Linked DNA regions of Sus scrofa: regions 1 and 2 are each linked to region 3. A link is a contact called in public HiChIP or PLAC-seq data. All regions are on one chromosome and are shown on one strand. The core of a region is the stretch at or near the end of the contact, and the rest is flanking DNA. Distances in the headings are between cores, read along the strand shown.

Region 1 (3,424 bases), core at 133-2,632, 140 kb after region 3:
GGTACGGTGGGACACAAAGTACCAAACTGGGAAACAGTAACCAGTGGCAACAGAGACAGCTAAAAACCTCAGGGGTCCTGTGGAGTTTCCTGTCCTCTGGCCTCTGGGGAGCAGGCCCCAAGTTTGCTCTGCTCTACCAGCTGGTCTTACACCGCCCCTGCCCCTTCCACCCCCAGCTCCCAGGGCCTCATATCTCACTTGTGATCACGGCAGACATCTCCATCTCCTGCTCCAGACTGGCATGGAGCCTTGACAACACGGAGGCTCCTCTGTGTGTGCCCAGCTGCTGAGCACAGACCAACTACCCTGAAGGGGTTCCATGAGCCTAAGGGGTGGAGGGACAGGGCTGTGGCGAAGAGGGGATGAGAGCATTGACCCGGATTCCCCAGCTTTTCTAGGAAGAGCCACTTTCAAACACTGCTCCCAGGAGACTGCATTTCTTTCCTGGTCAGAATGTCTCATGAAAGAGGTGGGATGTGAGCTGGTTCCTGAAAGACTGGGTGGGTGGACACTGCCTAATACCTGAGTGAACGGACAGCTCAGCTGTGGCTGCGGCAGCCAGCAAGGCACTGTAAGCGTGCACGTCTGTTTTAGGAAGGTCTCCCAGGTGACTCCAGGAGACACTGGGGACTGACAGGGGTCAGTGTATCTAGTCCGAGCGAGAAGGTGAGCGCTCCCCTGGGATGGAGGAGGGGTCCAGGGTGAGCCACACTTCAAGGGAAGAAAGAGGCAAACGTGCTGGCTTGAGTCAATGAAGATTTCGAGCCCCAGGTCTTTGAATTACACTTTCTGCATCACGATCTACGCCAGCCGTGGCTGGGCCACCGAAACAGGGTCTCTTCGCCTGAAGCAACGGTGGGAAGCAGGGTGTGCGGCTTTCGGGCGCGGGCCGGAAAGGTCAGGAGCAGCCTCCGTGAGGTGCTGCCTGCGGGTGGGGTCGCCCGAGTTCTCACAAGCAGAAACCAGGTCCGGGTCCCAGCTGCGCCGTGCGGCGCCCTCCGCGAGACCCCGGGCTCTGCGGCGCGTCGGGTCCGCTCAGACTTTCACTGACAACCCACGGTGCGCCGTGGGCTCGGGTCGCTCGGACCTCTGCCAACAAGTCAGCAGCAAGGTCCAATCCCAGAACAGACAGGGCTCACAGGGTCGAGAGCGAGCTCCTCGGGGACCCCAGCCCGGGCCAGGGAGGCGGGGCGGCCGCGCACACTCCGCCAATCAACAGTCAGCGTTCGAATTCGCGTCCTGGTACGGCCAATCGCGGGCGCCTGGGGCCGTGGGGGCGGGGTAGGGGCGGGGCCTGGCGGAGCTGTGGCGCGCACCACCCCCCCGGGCCGGCCAATGGGAGTGCCGGGCGCGTTTGAAAACTCGGGCGGGCGGCGGGGCGGGTTTGCGCCTGCGTGGGGCGGTGCGCACTGGGCCCGCGGGCGGCGACGGCGGCGGCGGCGGCGACAGCGGCGAAGGCGACGGCAGCGACGGCTATGGGGAGCGGAGGGGGTGAGCGCGGGGCGCCGGGCGCGGGGCGCGGGCGGCGGCGGTGCGGCCTCGAGACTGAGCAGGTCCGGCCCGAGCCCTTCGGTCCGGGGTGCGCGTCGTCCAGACGGCACCCGCCCGGCGCGCGGTTTAAATGCCCAGCGGCGCCCTGCTCCGCGTGAAAGCCGCGCGCGGGGCCTGCCACCTGTCGAGGGCTGTAATCACCGCTAAAGTTTCAGTGGTGATTACCTTGGCTGTCCTAGAGCAAGGGAATGAAAAAAAATGGCAAAATCTGGGGGTTGGACGCCCTGCGTCTTCGTTTGGCGTTCGCAGCCCGTTAATTGCTGATGGCTTGAAGACCCAGTTTAGGAGCGAGGGGAACGGGCAGGAGGAAGTCCTGTGGAGGGAGTGGTGCAGGTGGGCGAGCAGCCGCCTCCCGGCGGGACGGACGGGACGGGACGGGACGGACGGGACTCGTAGGTGATGGGCTCCTCCTCCCTGAGAGCTTCTAGGTCGTCTGCTTAGAGTGAGGGAGTTGCTGGAGATGAAGTTGCAAGGACCCGCTGCGGGGACATCAGGCTCTGAGACTGGCTGGGCAGCTCTGAAATCCGCGGAGCTGGACTGGCCTGGTCTTCAAGTCCACCCTTAGCTTCTCTGCAGGGCAGACCCTCCTAGTTTGGAAACCAGACTGTTCAGGCCCGCGGATCCTATTAAAATTATGCACTTTGTCATGTGTGCAATAGAAGCAAAGAGATAGCAGGGGTGGGGTCTTTCCTGAGTGAAATGCCGGGTCATCCTTTTCCTCTTCCTGGTTGTCCTATGGGCTCTGGATCAGAAGTTACCCCAAAGCCCAGTTACCGGGTTACTACTCACCAGAGGTTTATGGAATGTTTGAATGAATGATGGTGGTCTTCTGTAACACTGCTGCTCTCGGTTTCTTAGTCTCTGTTTGGGACGGTAAATATGGCTGGTTCCTTTCCTGGGGCAGAGGACAGTAACTGTTGAATCACATTCTGATGTCACTTTTCACATCAGCACAACTCCTATCCAACACATCACTTAGACCATCGGATTGTTTTTCTTAAGTGATCCACTGCAGGTGTGCCAAGTGTTTCTGCTATCCTGCAAAGCGAAGAATAAGGAGGAGACCCCGAAATCTGTCCATCTTGAGTCTCCCTGAAGACGTGCTCTTTCACATCCTGAAATGGCTCTCCGTCGGTGACATCCTCGCCGTGCGAGCTGTAAGTTGTCAGAGGAAAATGGTGGGAGCCCTGGCACTGCTGATTATACCGTGAAGCCTTTGTGTCTTAAATGTCAGAACAAAACTTGGGCTGCACGTGAGGGCAGAGGAAACAGTGCTGATATTGGTGGTAGATGCTCGAGGTTGTTTCTGATTGCTGAAAGCTAACACGTAGGACAGGGTCTGAGGCTGCTCATTGCAGGGTTTGTTTTAACAGAGAAGTACTCTGTTAAGGCAGTAAAACTGGCATTCCTGTAATAAATAAAATAGTACTAAAAAGAAAACAGGAGTTCCCGTCCTGGTACAGTGGTTAACGAATCCAACAAGGAACCATGAGGTTGTGGGTCCGATCCCTGGCCTTGCTCAGTGGGTTAGGGATCCGACATTGCCGTGAGCTGTGGTGTAGGTCGCAGACAAGGCTTGGATCCCACGTTGCAGTGGCTGTGGTGCAGGCCGGTGGCTACAGCTCCAATTAAACCCCTAGCCTGGGAACTTCTATATGCCTCGGGAATCGGCCCTAGAAAAGGCAAAAAGACAAAAAAAATAATAATAAAATAAATAAAAAGAAAACAGTATCGTCTTGAAAGCAGATCCTGTGTAACATTCAGCACGGAAAGGGACTCTGGGAGTTCTTTTGCAGGTACTGGAACTGCAGCCTCACTTAGAATGTCTTAAGCAAAGGCGTACAGCAAATTAGTAGGGGGACACCAACAAGGA
Region 2 (3,518 bases), core at 105-2,604, 170 kb after region 3:
GCTGCTGGCAAAACCTGCAACCAGACCACAGGCCAGTGTCCCTGCAAGGACGGCGTCACTGGCCTTACCTGCAACCGCTGTGCCCCTGGCTTCCAGCAGAGCCGCTCTCCAGTAGCACCCTGCGTTAGTGAGTGGCACTGCCCTGCTTAGAACACCTCAGCCCAGGGCACCCCCAGCTCCATGCTGCTGTCTGCCTGTCCCCTGGGTCCTGCAGACCCCACCCCCGCCCCCGGCCCGCTCAAATGCAGGCCATTATCCCATCCCCCACAGAGACCCCTGTCCCTGGACCGACTGAGGAGAGCAACCCCGTGGAGCCCCAAGGTGAGTGGAGGTCCCAGAGGGGCAGGTCCATGCGGGGAGGGGGCTATGGATTCCAGGAGGGGAGGAAGAGAGGGTGAGGGAAAGAGATGGGCATCTGTGCCAACCTCCTCCCGCACCCTCCTCCCAGACTGTGACTTGCACTGCAAACCCGCCCGTGGTAGCTACCGCATCAGCCTGAAGAAGTTCTGCAGGAAGGACTATGGTAGGCCGCCCGCAGGCCTCCTGCCCCCAGCCTCCTCACCTTGCCCTACTTTCCTTGTGGGGCGTCCTGACCCTCGCTGGGTCCCGAGGCCATCCCCCACCCCTCAGATCCTCCGCTGTCTCCGGCCCCCGCCCCGTCAGCCCCCTTGGCCTCTCGGTGCTTCTCCGCCACCCCCTCCGACCCTCGCGGGCGCCGCGCCGGGTGCTCCTCTGCGCGGCCCGGCCCCGCCCCGCTTCGCCTGACCCCGCCCCTTTCACCTCCCTCGCAGCGGTGCAGGTGGCTGTGGGCGCGCGCGGCGAGGCGCGCGGCTCCTGGACACGCTTCCCGGTGGCCGTGCTCGCCGTGTTCCGGAGCGGCGAGGAGCGCGCGCGGCGCGGGAGCAGCGCCCTGTGGGTGCCGGCTCGGGACGCAGCCTGCGGCTGCCCGCGCCTACTGCCGGGCCGCCACTACCTGCTGCTGGGGGGCGGGCCGGGGGCCGCAGTCGGGGGCCCGGGGGCCGGGGGCCCGGTCTCAGTGCCGCCCGCGGAAGCCTCGTGCTGCCCTGGCGGGATGCGTGGACGCGGCGCCTCCGGAGGCTTCAGCGGCGCGAACGGCGGGGGCGCTGCGGGACGGCCTGACCCCACTGGCCGGGTGGGGGCCGGCGGGGCGGTTCCCACACATCAAGGCGCACGTTCTTGCAGTGTATCCGCCTACCGAGGAGTCATTGCTTGTGTCGCGCGAATCTCCATCTGCCCCACCAGCCCCCGACCTTGCCCCGCGCCTCCCTCGGTGCCTTGAGCTTCTGCCCAGGAGTGTGACAGACGCAACGACACCCCCGTCCCAACAAAGAGGGATGTGCTAGCCCCTAAGAGCGGCTTCGAGGCCTGCTTGGGCAGCTGTCATTAAGACGACTCCTTGCCCGCCCCCCCCACCCCGAGCTACCTGCGGCTTCCAAGGGACACAAGGATACCCCCAGAGGGCCGTGAACCCCCTGTGGGCCGGAACTTAGAGGCTCTGCGAACACTCCAAGGGCTGCCTTACCAACCCCACCCTGGGATGTCGTGGTCCCTCAGAAGTCCCACCTTCCTAAAAGTGACACCCCCAACATTTACGTACCCCTTTGTGATGCCAGGACCCACAGAAAGCGAGAACACCCTAAGGGCTGCTGTGATTCCACGGACTGTGTTCCGCCAAAGAGCGCTCTGACTCCCCAAGAGGCACTGTGGCCACGACAGACGCCTCTGGACCCCCACGGGGCTCGGTGACACTGGCTCTCCCACCCTCTCTGAGGATAAGCAGAGGGCGCTGTAACTCCTCCCCCAACGAGGATGGTGGCCTCTGGTTCCCGTCTGACCCGCTTGTCACCTCTGCCTGCTGGGAGTCCGTGTCCCTGTCCCTGCTGCGACTCTACCTCTTTTTTGGCCTGTTGTGTCCCTGTCCCTTGTCTCCATCTGGCTGTCTCTCTCAGCCTCTCACGTCCCTCCCCGAGGACCCCCTGCACCTTTCGCCCGCTCCGGATCGGACGACGTGCCCAAGCGGACGCGCGTCCCTAAGTCTACGCGTGATCCGGAGCGACAGCGGCTCCCGCGGGCAGCCCTGCAGACTCCCCAGATGCCTCCCGCCTCGCCGGCTGCTAAGCGGGTCAGCCCCCCCGCCCCCGTCCACTCTCTCGCGCCCGCGGGCGGGGGGCAGCGCGCGTACTCGCATTCCTCGCACTGGGACCCACGCACAGCTGGCGCATGCTCCTGCCGCCTTGCCGCGGGGCGTCAGCGCGCATGCCCAGAGCCCGATGCAGCGGAGACCAGCGGGCGCCCCGGGTGGGCAGCTGGCGGCGCGTCTCGGCTGGGGCGGGGCCGCGTGCGCGCGTGCGCAGAAAGGCGGGCGCTCGATCTCTCGGCAAGCTGAGGAGAAAGCGGCGCGGCGGGCGGAGGTGGGTGCGCGGCCGGCGCGGGTGGGCGGAGGTGGGCGCGCGGCCGGGCGGGCGGAAGCGAGACGGCCCGGCGCGGAGACCGCGGGGGCGGCGGGGCCGGGTGGGGGGCTGTCATCGCGGCCCCGGTGTGCTGAGGGAGGGGACGTGGGGGCCTGGCTGCGGGGCCTCTGTCCGAGACCCGGCGCGCGGCGGGGCGGCCGGCGCGCGGGTCCGGGGTCTGGGGCCCGCGCATCCGGGGCCCGAAGCCGTCTGCCTGGCGTTGCCAGCTCCCCGCGGACCGAGCGCCGGCCTGGGCGGGACGTGGGGCCGGGGCTGATCTCGACCCCGCCCCGCCGGACATCCCCCCGGGGGCAGAGCCAGCGCCCCCCACCAGGCTGTGTCCGCGCGCCGACCGGCTCCGGGCGTGGCGGCGGTCGGAAAGAGCTGTCTCTGTGTCACTCCTTCCTTGGGGCGCTTTCCGTCTCTGCGGGGAAGGAAATCCGCTTCTGGACTCAACACTTGCAACAGATTCTCTGATAACATTCTGCCTTCGAAGACCTGCAGCAGCGCCCGCCCCGGCCCTCCGCTGGCTCCAGGATGACAGCCGGCCCGCCTGCCTAGGTATCTATCCAGCCGTGTGAGCCTGGTGTGGTGCGTGCCCCCTTTGGAACGGACACAGTGCCAGGGAACAGAAGCATTTCCACAGGGCCCTGGGCGCTGAGCTCTCTGAGCCTTGAGTAAGCACCGCTGGAGGTCAGGGACAGGCTGCACCTGGTCAAGGTCCCGTCGCGGCAAGGGTGCTGGTGGCCTTGTGACTTCACTCAGTAAGGGAAAAGATGGATGGTGGGCTTCCTGGTTGAACACTTGCTGAGCTGACAGTAAAGGCCAGAGGTTGTCTAAGAGGCACAGGTTGTTGGGTTAGCGTGTGCCTGGAATGCACAGGCCTGCTAGTGGATGTGGCTGTGTTTATGATGCTGGTGTTGAGGTCTTTCCCCAGCTGCTTATTCCTTGTCAAGAGCCTGTCTACCAGTGGAAGCACTTTGAAGTGCTTTTCCTTATTTATATATGTATATATTTGCATCAGTGCCATCAGGAACACTTCTACGC
Region 3 (3,347 bases), core at 195-2,694:
GTCTTTTAAACACCCCCCTTTGGGCTGGGTATGTTTCAAGTGCCTAATATCCACACGTGGCCAATTACTGAACCAACCTTACTGAACAGATGACAGAGTGCAGATTGCTGGGCCCCACCCCAGGCCTAAAGATCTGCCCTAATGTACTTTGTAAATAAAAATCTAGCAAGTTATTCTTAAAACTCTGGAAAGTTAAGAACCACAGAGTACGTAAACGCTTCGCTGGGCGAGGCCTAGGTGGTAGAAAGCAATGGTTGACGTTCTCTGTTTACACAAGTTCAGGTAACAGCACAGGACTCTGGTTACCTCCCCCATCCTCCGGAAAGTTGCGCAGTCCAACAGCCAGAGAGAGGAGAGAACAACTAGTTAAATCTCGAGTAGCTACCGTTTCAGGTCGTATCTTCAGAGCCCCTTCCCCGCTGAACAGTACGTTTTAGGCATATTCATGCGAAATTACAAAGGCAAAAAGCCACATCTCTTCTCCACTGATATTTAACCTTCCCGTACCCTCCCTCCTGGGGCAAGCCGGGAAACAGAGCTCCAAGGCATTAAGGGCCATATCCCCAAAGATGGGCACCGAGAACGGCACACAGGAGTCCGACAAATGTTCGTGGATTCCATGTTTAAAGCAAGATCTTCAAAAGGAAGGTCAGACGGTCACCCAGGGCACCCCACAAAGCAACTCTGCACCCACCGGCCCCGGGCCCAACGCGACCTCGCCGCCCCCTGTCCGCGTAGACTCACAACTCCCCACTCCAGGCGCCGGGCCGCGAGAGCTTCCAGGGCAGGGCCTGACGTTGCGGGCCTGGGTCTCCTGCCCGGCGAGAGGACCCTGAGGGTGGAGGCCGAGTTCCCGGCTGCTCCGAATTCCGCGGGCCTCCCTGGGCCCGCCGCAGAGAAGACGAAGCGAGGGCGCCCTTCCGCCCGCCGCAGCCCCGACCACTTCCGGGCCGCGGCCTCGGCGCCTCCTACTCAGCTCTCCTCTGGCCACTCTTTCTTCTTAAGAACTACACCGCGCCGCTAGGCCGCCGTTGCCACCGCGGGGCCGGGGAGAGGGCCGGCTTCACGATGCACCCCGCCGACCTTGGCGAGCGGCCCCCGAAGCTCGGATGGGGTCGGATTCCCGCAACTTACATCTTCCCGCCGCCGAGACCTCCTCCCGCTTTCCTCAGCCGCCGAGGCCGGCGCCGCTCTGGCGTCAGGATTAGGGAGCGGGAAGGCGCCGTCGTCCGGCGCGCAGCGATGACGTAGAGCGCCTCAGCCAATGAGCGCGAGCAAGGAGAATGTTAAAGAGCCAAGGTCGTGTGTAGCACCCCGCGTTGGAGCGCGTACTTTGGTTCCCCTCTCGGGAGGGGCGTCTTGGGCCGCCAGGGGCTGGCTGCGCGGCGCATAGGGCGGGCAAACTGGCAGCTTGCTGGGGCTGGGAGGGCCGTGCTGCGTGGTAGCTCGCGGGCCGGCGCGGGGCGGGTTAAGGCGGCCCTGCCCCTCTCCGTGCGCCTGCGTCCTAGGCTCGCCGCGGGCTTGGTGCGGTCCGTGGGCGCTGGGCCTGAGACCCGGAGTTTCGGGCGGCGGGGTTGGGGGAGGAGTGCGCAGGTGCCGCGGCCTCTAGCCGACCGCCGTGGGGACCGGCCGGGCAGAGGGTTCGTGCGGTTAGAAGCCTCTCAGGGAGTGGCCAGGCAGACGCAGCTTTTACTCCAGCGGAACTCGGCCGGGTGGGTAAGACGGGGTAGTGCCGTCAGAAAGGACGGGCAGCAAAAGACAGGGTAGAAGACGAGGTGCAGGAGTCCCCGTCGTGGTTCAGGGGAAACAAGTCTGACTACAGTCCATAAGGACGCCGGTTAGATCCCTGGCCTTAATTAGTGGATTAAGGATCCGGCGTTGCCTATGAGCTGTGATGTAAGGTCGCAGACGCGGCTGGGATCTGGTGTTGCTGTGGCTGTGTCGTAGGCTGGCAGCTGCAGCTCCGATTCGCTCCCTGACCTGGGAACCTCCAAATACCGCACATGCGGCCCTAAAAAGACAATAAATAAATACATTAAAAATTTAAAAAAGAAGGAGTTCCCATTGTGGCTCAGTGGTTAACCAATCTGACTAGGAAGCATGAGGTTGTGGGTTCGATCCCTGACCTTGCTCAGTGGGTTAAGGATCCGGTGTTGCCGTGAGCTGTGGTGTAGGTCGCAGGCGCAGGTCGGATCCTGCATTGCAGTGGCTCTGGCGTAGGCCGGCGGCTACCTCTAGCCTGGGAACCAACATATGCAGCGAGAGAGACCCAAGAAATGGCAAAAAGACAAAAAATAAAATAAAATAAAATAAAAAGAGAAGACTAGGTGCAGAAGTCAAGGCGCCTCTGCGGAGGTGACACTGCAGCTGAGACCCAAGTGGAAGGGTGCCCTCAGCCGAGAGAAGAGCAGGTGCAAAGGCGCAGAGGCTTGCTGGCAGAAGCCGGGGCTAGGAAGGTGGAGTTTAGCATTTGGGGGGAACTTGGAAGGTGTGCAAGATAAGGCGCCAAGGCTTCATCCCGGGGCTGGTGGACGGCGCAGGCGGGGAGGCATTGCCAGAGCCTCCTGGCAACGGCAAGAGGGTGAGGTTTAGAGGCCCAGGACCAGGCAGGAGGCTGTTGGAGTAAAACCCGGCTCTGAGAGGGCCAGGGCTTGCAGGGTTTGTTGACTGCTGTGTACCTGCTTCCTTCCTTATTGGAAGGAGGGGAGGAAGGTGCACCCCTGTCTCAGAACAGGTGGAACAGGTAGACTCAGCAGGGAAGAGAAGAGAGCAGATCCAGGGTGTGTTCCGGGGAAAGGAACCACTGTGGTGCGGAGATGGGCCAGAGATGGGCACCTGGACGGTGCCTTTGATACCTCATCCTGGGTTGAGGGGTGTCTGAGGAGTCGGGGACAAAAGACAGGCAGGGGCAGCCTCCCTTTGGAGGCCTCTCTGCTGAGGCCTCTGCACACTCCTGGGAGGGGGCTTGGCAGGCGGAGTCAGTCCGGGTTGTGGTTCTCCCTCTGGATTTAGATTTGGGGAGTGGGGGCCATTTAGAGAAGGTATATGACCTCGGCATCATGGTCACATTGGCCAGGCCAGGTGGTGGTATAATTGTAACAGAGCCGCAGCCCTGGCCCTGCAACAAGCAGTTAAGGGGCCCAGGGGGTCGGTGTTGGGGATGTCGTGGTCTTGCTGGGCCCTGCCTGCCGTGCGGGGAGTCAATGAGGAGCCCATGGCAGCGGGTCAGAGTCCCACACATCCTGGGCCAAGTCGATGTGTACCTGAAAGGCCTTGAATCCAGAGCCGTTGTCCAGGGAGGTGGTGACAACCTAGGTGGGGATGAGGCAGGCCCTGTGGTCCCACCG

Evidence for each region. HiChIP or PLAC-seq counts read pairs in DNA pulled down with a chosen protein or histone mark.
Region 1: a contact with region 3 is called in an H3K27ac HiChIP or PLAC-seq map of alveolar macrophages. The contact joins the promoter of CCNF here to the promoter of RNPS1 in region 3. A contact is called at or near these places in 2 of 5 promoter capture datasets (fetal liver and fetal skeletal muscle) and 1 of 2 datasets of contacts at active chromatin or transcription factors (alveolar macrophages).
Region 2: a contact with region 3 is called in an H3K27ac HiChIP or PLAC-seq map of alveolar macrophages. The contact joins the promoter of TBC1D24 here to the promoter of RNPS1 in region 3. A contact is called at or near these places in 2 of 47 Hi-C or Micro-C datasets (embryonic fibroblasts and liver) and 2 of 2 datasets of contacts at active chromatin or transcription factors (alveolar macrophages and skeletal muscle).

The regions. Positions count from the first base shown.
Region 1 is chr3:39,601,046-39,604,469 of Sscrofa11.1, reverse strand. It overlaps CCNF (cyclin-F), which reads left to right and starts at 1,382. Exons shown (of 17, transcript XM_003124740.6): 1 at 1,382-1,491; 2 at 2,554-2,708. The coding sequence starts at 1,476.
Region 2 is chr3:39,570,153-39,573,670 of Sscrofa11.1, reverse strand. It overlaps TBC1D24 (TBC1 domain family member 24), which reads left to right and starts at 1,354. Exons shown (of 10, transcript XM_021086761.1): 1 at 1,354-2,432. NTN3 (netrin-3) reads left to right here. Exons shown (of 7, transcript XM_021086754.1): 3 at 1-127; 4 at 271-321; 5 at 449-523; 6 at 792-1,010; 7 at 1,013-1,241. The coding sequence ends at 1,140.
Region 3 is chr3:39,737,155-39,740,501 of Sscrofa11.1, reverse strand. RNPS1 (RNA-binding protein with serine-rich domain 1) reads right to left here and starts at 1,444. Exons shown (of 8, transcript XM_003481099.4): 1 at 745-1,444. It overlaps LOC110259946 (a long non-coding RNA gene), which reads left to right and starts at 2,222. Exons shown (of 2, transcript XR_002342443.1): 1 at 2,222-3,347.